Regions from separate parts of the Ovis aries genome. Here region 2 is linked to region 1. The links are chromatin contacts, called in public Hi-C maps. All regions are on one chromosome and are shown on one strand. Each heading gives the region's core, a stretch centred on a gene start, on an enhancer-like site or on the middle of the called end of the contact. The rest is flanking DNA. Distances are from core to core; before and after follow the strand shown. Region 1 holds the start of ZFHX2 (zinc finger homeobox 2). Region 2 holds the start of PABPN1 (poly(A) binding protein nuclear 1).

What was found. A called contact is a pair of places that touch in the nucleus more often than the background predicts.
Region 2: a Hi-C map of liver shows a contact between it and region 1, with 4 times the contacts expected there. The contact joins the promoter of PABPN1 here to the promoter of ZFHX2 in region 1. A contact is called at or near these places in 2 of 16 Hi-C or Micro-C datasets (blood and liver).

What each region holds. Positions count from the first base shown.
Region 1 is chr7:21,204,030-21,208,466 of ARS-UI_Ramb_v3.0, forward strand. ZFHX2 (zinc finger homeobox 2) reads left to right here and starts at 2,961. Exons shown (of 11, transcript XM_042252953.2): 1 at 2,961-3,370. It overlaps THTPA (thiamine triphosphatase), which reads right to left and starts at 334. Exons shown (of 2, transcript XM_060418556.1): 1 at 1-334.
Region 2 is chr7:21,401,715-21,406,695 of ARS-UI_Ramb_v3.0, forward strand. PABPN1 (poly(A) binding protein nuclear 1) reads right to left here and starts at 2,159. Exons shown (of 9, transcript XM_015096873.4): 1 at 1,889-2,159; 2 at 1,774-1,887; 3 at 1,304-1,418; 4 at 535-602; 5 at 1-55. The coding sequence starts at 2,125.

The DNA.
Region 1 (4,437 bases), core at 1,711-4,210:
AAGCCCAAGGGTCTCCCTCTCGCGGGACCTGGAGTAAGGGGAAGGAAGCCCACGCCACGCCCGCGAGGAATGCCGGAAGCAGTCCCTGGTTCCGGACCTCGGCCCGGTTCTTTGCGCAAGGGGGAGGCCCCGGCACAAGCGGCCATATTAGGCCCGATGTAGCGATGCCGAGGGCAGGCTTGGGCCGAGAAGCCTGCTAAGTTATGAGGGGCCGCAACCTCCGCGGTGGGCCAAGAGTAAGGATGGCCCCCTCCGCTCTGCTCCTCATTCCAGACCCCTCCCAGCTCCCGAGGGGCGGCCCGGGTCTCAGGCCGCAGGCTGAGCCCGGCACCCTGGAACCCGGGTGCATGATGGGAGGTGTAGTTCCGAAGGGAAATTTTGTTCTCTTGCCCCACTCGTCGCTATGGTGACAGGAAAGCCGCGATTGACGCCTGTGGGAGTCTTATCTAAAGTTAAGTCGGATGGAAAAGGCACTCAGACCCCATTTCCGCCTTCAACCCTCTCACTTCGTTGGCAGATGGGCCTGGAATACAAGCCACTCACTCAGACCCTGTCCAGCAGATACTTTATTGACTATTGTGGTGGCCCATTAAATGCAGGCCAATGGCAATGAGCTGGGGGAAGAAAAAAGTTAAGACCAGTCTAGTTACTCTAGACTCTGGAGTTTTAAAGGGTAGTTAAAACATCCCCAAGAATGTTCAGGATAACGGTGGATGGGAGAGTTGTTTTTGTGTGTGCAGCTTGAGGGATCTCAGTTCCTGGCCAGGAATTGAACACCAGCCTCCCACAGTGAAAGCCAGAATTCTAACTACTAGGTCACCAGGGAAGCCCCCTCCCCCGACGACTTTCTGTAAGAGGAGGAAATGACATTTTGGATGAAAACTAAAGACATGATGGGATTTCAATGACTGGAGACAGAGAAACAGCATGAGCAAAGACCCAGAAGCTGGATAGCCCCTGGCCAGTGTTTAAGGGAAAAGAGACAAAGCTGAAAGTGCCGCTGAGCAGACTGAGAAAGGCTTTACATGCCACACTGAGGAGTTTGTCTGTTTCCTGCGGCCCCTGTGCAGGCTTTATCAGGAACAGGAGAAATATTGCGTTCATTTAAGATATAGGAAGACATGAGAATGGCCCTTTGACTGCTTTGGGAGACAAAATTGAGAAGGCTGCTTCTCCTTACTCCCTCCCAGGATTATGATTACCTGGAGGCATCTACTGTATGTCTGGTTTTTGGGGTAAGGTAGCTTACTGAGAAACAGTGGTTCTTGTCAACTCCTGGCTTCCCTCCTATGATGGGTGAGAAGGGCTAGGTTCTTTACACTTATCCTTTCCCCAGCATGTTTTTGGAAACACGTGACTCATGGGAGGTACCATGGAGAGGACACTGGTTTACAGACATGGTATCTTGAACCTGGCATGTTTTGAATGTTTATCTGCATCCCCCCCAACCCGATGACAGGAACCAGTGTGCAGGGAAGAGAGGGACCCCAGCCCCTAACTCCTTTAATTGGCCTGCTTTTCATCTGTCCTTTGCTTTTAAGTTTTGTTGCTCAAAGAAAGTAGACTTAATCTCTTCCTTGAGTTATAGGGTCCAAATCCAGTAGGGCAGAGGCAGCAGTTTAAAGAGAAAGAAAGATTAGACTCCAAAGTCAGTCACACCTGGAGTCAACTCCAGTCTTCATTTCATTGGTGTTTGGTGTTGGGAAAGCTACTCCACCTCCTGAAATCTGTTTTGTCTTTAGTAAAATGTGGACTGCCTCACAGATAAGTGTGAGGATTCAGTGACAAACTGTCACATCCTAGAATTCAAAATGTTAGTTTCTTTCTCCTTCCTTTTGTCCTGTGAACTCTAGGATTTTTTTTTCCCTTCTATTAATAGAAGTAGGCTGTAGCAGTTATTATGGGCTCTGGAGTCTGAGCATCAGGATTTGAATCCTGGCTGGGTCACTTACTGGCCATGTGCCCTTGAGCCAGTGAATTGTTTGTGCCCTGGTTTCTGGTGCCAGGGTAAAGAATCTGCCTGCTGATGCAGGAGATACAAGAGACATAGGTTCGATCCCTGGGTTGGAAAGATCCCGTGAAGGAGGAAATGGCAACCCACTCCAGTATTCTTGCCTGGAAAATCCCATGGACAGAGGAGTCTGGTGGGCTATAGTCCATGGAGTCTCTAAGAATCAGACAGGACTGAACATACATGCAGGCCTTCCTAACTGTAAAATGAGACTAGTTGTGGGGATTAAATAAGTTAATATACGTTAAAGTGCTTGGTACTGTCCCTAAGCACTCATTAAGTTTCAGCAGTTATTAGAACATAACAGAGTTTATGTGAGCTGATAAACTGAAAATAAGGATGGGAAACCAGGCCCTCTCTCCACCCTACCCGCACCCAACTCTGGAAACTATGTGACCGAGTGAAAGAGACAGAAGCTCCGGTGACTCAGAGTAATTGCTGCGGCAGACAAGGTTCTATAGTGCCCAACTGGAAGGGAGGGGAATTAATAAGGCAAGAAGAAAGGAGTTAAAGTAAGAAAAAAAAGAGAGAGAGAGAGGTCTCCGGTGGTTCTGGAAAGCTCGTAGAAGCCATGGCTTGCTCTATAGCTGATTTAAATATATATATATATATATATATATATATATATATATATATAGTAATAATAACAAAACACATATATGTTTCTGTAGACAGAAGAAAGAGGAGGAGAACTCGGGAAAGTGTTTAAGATGCTCTTTGCGGCACCGGCTTGGACCTGGAGCCACAAAGCAGGTGGCCAGCACCGCAGTCCGCCTGTCATAGGTCCCGCCTACAGTCTAGTGAAGCAGGCAGACACCAAGCTCTAGGGCGGGCGGGCGGGGGCGGGGGCGGGGGCACCCGGACTACAACTCCCGGCGTACTCCGCGACGGGCGGGCCGCTGCACCTGCTCAGTGGGGCCGCCCCGGGCGCCTGGGTATTGATTATTCCATTGTGTGGGACGCCTCGGTTCCAGCCACTGAATGAGGCGGAGGAGTGAGGGCGAGGAGGAGGAGGAGGAGGAGGAGGAGGGCGAGCAGGAGGAGGAGGAGGCAGGGAGCGAGCGAGTGCCCAGGGTGAATCAATGGAAACCCCCTCACGAAGCCGGGAAAACACTTCAGCCGCAGCCAAATAGCATTGATTATTTTCCTTCACTTCCCTCACCGCCGTGAATTTATTTATTTATTTTTTCCATCTCCGTCCCCGACGCCCCGGAGTGAGCGCTGGAGGGAGGGAGGAGGAGGGGAAAAAAAGGAATCAACACATCGGAGAAGTCCCTTCCAAGAGCCACCCCCTCCCCTCCCCGCCTCGCGCTGCTCGGCGGCCGCGGTTCGACTCCCGTCCCTGCTTCCAGCTGAGGTGTAAGTGCATCGATTTCCGATGCTGCTGGGTTGGTTGGTTTTTTTTTTTTTTCCTCTCGTCTCCCTCTCTTCTTCCCTTCCTTGCTCTTTGGAAGCTTGAGACGGAGGGGAGAGGAGGCGCTCGGAGACTGCCGTTGGAGGGCACAGAGAGGGACCGAAAGGGACTGGGGGAGGGGACCCAGACCGACGGACGGACAGACAGAGAGCCTGAGGAGAAGGAGAGACAGGGTTGTGGGAGGGAAGGAGAGGGCCTGCGAGAGGGCGAAGAGAGAGATGCCGGGGTGGAGGCAGAGGTGGGGAACGGAAAGGCATAGAAGCTGGACTAGGAGCCAGCCGGACGGAGGGAGGGTAACGAGAGGCTAGACGGGTCGCGCCGAGCAGCACCGGGAGCTGGGGTCCCGGAGGGAAGAGGAGGCCGGGTGACTATGGAGGCTCGGAGCTGTCAGTCCGGAGGGGCCTGAGTCTCGGCGGCCCCCCGCCGGCCTCAGGATGGGTGAGGAACGGCGGCTAGCAGGCGGGCTGATGGATGGGCAAGCTCGCCACGGGTGGGAGGGTGGGAGGGGAGGTGGGTACCCTTAATCTTTGATTTTTAGGCTTTGCCTGAAGTTGAGTTGTCTGTTGCTTTTTGGTTTTCGTAAGGTGCTACTAGTAGGTGAGGGGAGGCCACCGCTCCTATTCAAGGTGAAGTGTGCCTCTCCTGGTCCCCAACTCTCCATCCGCTCTTGTCTATCCCTCTCTCTGAACAGCTCTATCGTTGAGCACTGGACCACGCTGCGCCTGTTGCCCTGCCGATCACTGTCCGTGTCCCTACCTCTGAATTTTGCCATTCTCATTCATTCTCCCCACCCATCCATCTCTGGGTCTGGGTCTGTCTGTGTGTCACTGTCTCCGGATGTGACTTCCTATCCGGGCGATCCTCTCGCTGTGTGTTCTTGTCTCTGTGTCACACCTTGGCTGCCTAACTGGTTTACCCATCTAGGACTCCGTGCCCTTTCCTTCAGGGTCTGAATGGATATCTCTGGCCTTTTCAGGCTGCCTTGGAGTTTGCTTATCAGTCATGATTGATG
Region 2 (4,981 bases), core at 909-3,408, 200 kb after region 1:
AACCACAGCCATGGAAGTGTGCTTCTAGCTCTTCTGCTGTTGCACCATAGTCCACCTGTTGGGGGTACATTTCACAGGCAATAGGCAAACTCCCATCTCAACAAACACCCTGCCAAGCCTTTGGGCTGAGCCATCTTTGCGACCCCATGGACAGTACCACGCCAGACTCCTCTGTCCCTGAGACTCTCTAGCCAAGAATTCTGGAGTGGCTTGACATTTCCTTCTCCAGGAGATCTTCCCAACCCAGGGATAGAACCCACATCTTTTGAGGCGGCAGGAGGACTCTTTATCACTAGTGCCACTTGGGAAGCCCCCAGTATACACCAAAGCACATCAAATCTAGTTCTCTAAGGAACTCTTCTCCTTCCAACCCCAGAGCCTCTGCTAATCACCATTAACTCTCACCTCATTCTAACCTTCCCTCCACTCCTTAAATCCACCACCTATCCTGGAAAGAGTTTCCATCAAGACTCCTACTAAATAATCTCCCAAACTAAGAGCTCCCCCAACCCCAATCAAGGCCCTCATACATACATTGCCAACATAGATGGAACGGGCATCAGCCTCCATCTTCTCCTCAATGGACATGATCACTGGGCCAGCTTTGAAGAAAAAATAATCAGAAAACCACCCTTGTTTTCTACTTGGGCAATATATGCACCACTACCACCACCACCACCACCATTAGTAAAGGCAAAGATTTTGTTCAGTTCCCTGCTGTACCCATTACCTAGAAAAGTCTAGCACACAGTAGGTGCTTACTAAATATTTGACAAGTTATTGAACAGATGAATACATTCTTAAAATTCAAAGAAAACAGTAGATGAATCCCCTCCTGCTCCCAAATCAAGTCCCTATTGTACCCTTGGTTGAAATGATTTGAAAAATGAACAAAATTAAGTGGGCTGAGACTGGACATTTTGAGATTAGAGAAGCCCCCTGCAGCTGGGCATTTTGTCTTAGAACTCCTAACTAAAGGGTCTTCGACTGAACGAAAAACTATTAGACTTGAAGGTCAAACACCAGCTGGCAACCTCCACAAAGAGTAGAGGAAGACTAAGAACAAAGAGCAACACATTTGTAACAAGGACAAAGGGAGGCACAAGACTACCATCACGAAAACACAGGCCTTGTCTCACAAAGGTCAGAGAAACGCACAATGGACTATGACCACGGCAACTGCCCAGTAATTGCTCAGACGAGCAGCTCCAAGGTTCCGATTATCTAATTCCATATAAACCGTACTCTCATAACCCTTCCCATCCTAGGACCTGGGCTCCGCGTGCAACCGCCAGTTACTCACCATTGCCCGGAGGTGGACTCATATTCATCTGCTTCTCTACCTCGTTCTGTAGCTCCTTTAGCTTCTCAGCTTCTTCCTCCATCTCCCTAACTCGAGCTTTGATCGCTTCCAGCTCCTACAATGAGTGGGGAGGGTATGGAGAAGAGCTTAAGAGGAACCAACGCAGGGGCTCTGCCCTGCTCTCGATCCGCGCGCGGCCCCAGCCATGCTCGGCCATTTCCTTCGCCCCATGCGAGGGTCGTGAAGAAAAGAAAAGAAAGCTACCTTCTCTAGTACAACACTAGGCACCCATGACGCCGGAGTCAACCCGGCTGGGCCCCTTCTGGCGGTCGAGGCTGCGTCCCCGGCCCGGCCCCAGCCACGTTATTCCCCCCCCCCCCCCCCCCCCTCCCGCCTCCCGCTCGCCCGATCTCTGTGCCGCCCGTGACCCGGCCGGTCGCCGGCCTCCTCGCTCGCCCTCTTTCCCTCACCGGGTCCTCAATGGCGCCGTCCCCCGGGTCACCCTCGACCAGTCCCGGCTCCTCCTCCTCCTCCTGGTTGCCGGGGGCTCCCGAGCCAGGCCCAGGGCCCGGAGCTCCCGGGGGGGGCGCGGGGCCGGGGCGGCTCCTCTTCGGGCTCGGGCTCCGGCTCGGGCTCCAGCAGCAGCTCCTCAGGCTCCAGTTCCTCAGACTCCAAGCCGTTCCCGTAGTCCCCAGCGCCCCCCGGGGCCCCCTCCCCGGCCTCCCCACCGGCCCCGGGCACAAGATGGCGCCGCCGCCCCGGCCCGGAGCCCCGACCGCCCGCAGCCCCCGCTGCTGCTGCCGCCGCCGCCGCCGCCGCCATCGCCGCTCAGACTGGGGCCCGCCGCCCAGCGATTGGAGAGCTGCGCCGGCTTCGCCGAGGATTCATTAGTCAAACAGCCTGCCCGTCACCACGAGCTAGGGCTCCATTGGGGGATATTACTTGGCAATCAAATAAGACCCCACCCCCTAAGGCGGGGAATTGCGCCAAATTCTCAAATCCCGGTAGGGGAAGTCGGTCTGTCAATCAACACACGTCCCACCTCCTCTCAAGTCCTTAGGTAACAATAACGCCAAGCTGTGACGACGTTACTGCTTCTCCCCCGCCTAAGGGAGGATCTGCGAAGTATAACGCTCGGTGATTGGCCGCTGGCAAGGCGACGGGAAAGGAACAGTCTTCCGATCGCCTCGCCGAAGTGGTTCAGTCTCAGATGCCAATTGGCTCGCGAGATTCGAAGAGCTGACACCCATTTCGCGACAGGTGAACCTTGCCCCCGAACACACAGCCGGGCTCCCATCGAGGGAAACCCGAGGTCACATGACTAGTCTTTAGGAGGCCGCCATCTTGATGCTGCTGGTTGCCAGCTAGTGAGCTCTTGGAAGCTAGAGGCCGGAAACTGCGGCTGTTCCTGGAAACCGGTCTTCTATCAGGAATGCACCAGTAGACGGGATGTTGCAGCAGAGGGTTCTGAACGGCGCTGTCCAGAAAGGAGTTTACCTTACCTACCTAGGTTATTGGCACCACTATCTATCCACCATCTGTCAGGTCTCCCTAAACCGGAAAGCAGGGAGTAATCCTCACTCCAGTACCAGTCGTGAGTCTTCTATGTGCTGTCTTTCTGCACAGGCATACTTTCCAAGCATTCTGTTCATGCCCCAGTTTCAGCCTGTTCTCCTGCTTATTTACAGCCCCTTAATGGATCAGCTTCCAATGGGTCACCACCCCAGTTCACATCAGGTAAAAGCTCAAAACTCCTTAGCTAGATCTTAGAGAACTCCAGACCAGATTTCTTCATGAATGTTATTTCCACGCTTTTCATTCCAGTGGGTGTATCTGTACCCAAGTCTGTGCCTCTGCATATGCAGTCCCTCTTCAACCAGAGCAGACCTCATCATCACCTCCCCTGCAAAGCCTTTCACTAGCCTCCCCTCCTCTCCCATCACAAGCGGGCCTACCTCTGAGTGCAGCCTTTCCTAGCTAGTGCTTGTGAGAGCTTGGAGATGAAAGGCTGGTCTCTAATTATATTTGCATCTCCACCTTAGGGCAATATGCCTAGCACATAAGTGTCCAGATAAATGTTTGTTGACCAGAAGATACATTGACTAGGGATCTGGATGTCACCCTTCATTTACCACGCTTTCCGAGACTTCAGACCCTGGTTCAGACCCCAGAGGAATTCCACCACACCACTGCACTCTGAGATACCAATGAATCTAGCCCTGCAAGACAGGGTTGCCATAGTTTAGTGGTGCTCCTATACATTTATTAAAAACGAAGGAATGGCGGTGCTAAGTTGGCAAGAGGGATAGTTATAGCCAGACCAAGCTACAGTTTGAAAGCCAGATTCACCTGAGCCTAACCAAGTAGTTACTGAAACAACCTGGAGAGGATGTGCATAGCTTGGTAGTGGGTTTTGGATAAGAGGAGATTCCTATTAGCAAACCAAAAAGTCAGAGCTTCACAATATACCCCACTCTTCCCCTCACCCTCAGTTTCCACCGCCACCCCCCACGCCCCCACACACAGATCCTTACCTCAGGAACAGGAGAACTTGGAACAGTCACGGTTGCTTAAAACTTCACCGAAAAATACCTCATGAACCATCTCAGCTTCACTGGTCTGAGAGAACTAAGCTTAGCACCAAAGACAAGCTCTAAAAGACTGAGTTGGCTGGAAGAAAAATCTTTTCTACTGATTTTAACCAAGTCAAGACTTGGATGTTCATTGGTACCTAGTTTAAGAAAGCCAATTAAGGGAAATGGGATTTTTAAAATAATGCCTTTAAATCCAATTTTGTTAAACACTTGATTTTGTAACAGGCATCATCCTAGACTCCTTGTTATGTTATCTCATTGGATTCTCAAAACAACATGAAGTAAGAAATCACAAAACCATAGTCTTTTTTAGGGATGAGAAAAGAATGAAGTAATTTGTCCAAGTCATGGAACTAATTAGAAGTGAGCAGGGAATTCAAAACCAGATTTAAAAGCTCAGATCAAAATTACTTTAAGGTCTGTTTTAATATACAAAGAGAACATTATGTACGATGCTGAAGTTGGAAAAAGACTAAATTCCAACAATAGACAAATGTTTAGGCAACCTATAATTACATCACAAGATTATGCACTGGTTTTTTTAAAAAAGGTTTACACTATGATAACTTGCAAAAATTTTTGTTAGGCCAAAAAGTAGAATGTAAAATTGTATATAAAATGTGATTAAAGCTATGTATACCTAGTTTAAAAAAAAAACAAAAACAACTTGGGCATTGAGGGGAAAAATGAATAAGAACCAAGACGATCTTTTCTATGGCAATGTGCAACATATTTTTTAAATACTGAAATTTTTAACCCAGTAATTGTGTTTCTTCTAATCTGTTCTAAAGAAATAATATAAAACCTAGATAAAAATTTGAGAATAATTATGTTCATCAAAGTGAAAAAATATATAAAAAACTTGATTGTCCAAGTGGGCATTTTTCAGGAAAATTATACAAGCATATATTGTAATTTTATATAGTCATTATGTCTTCAAAACGTGTAATGACAAGGAAAATGCTCGCAATATAATGGTAAGCACAATGGCAGTATACACAATTATATATACAGTATGATCGTAAAATATAAGCACAGACAACAGAAAAGAAATATACCAAAATGTTGATAGTGATCCTCTCTG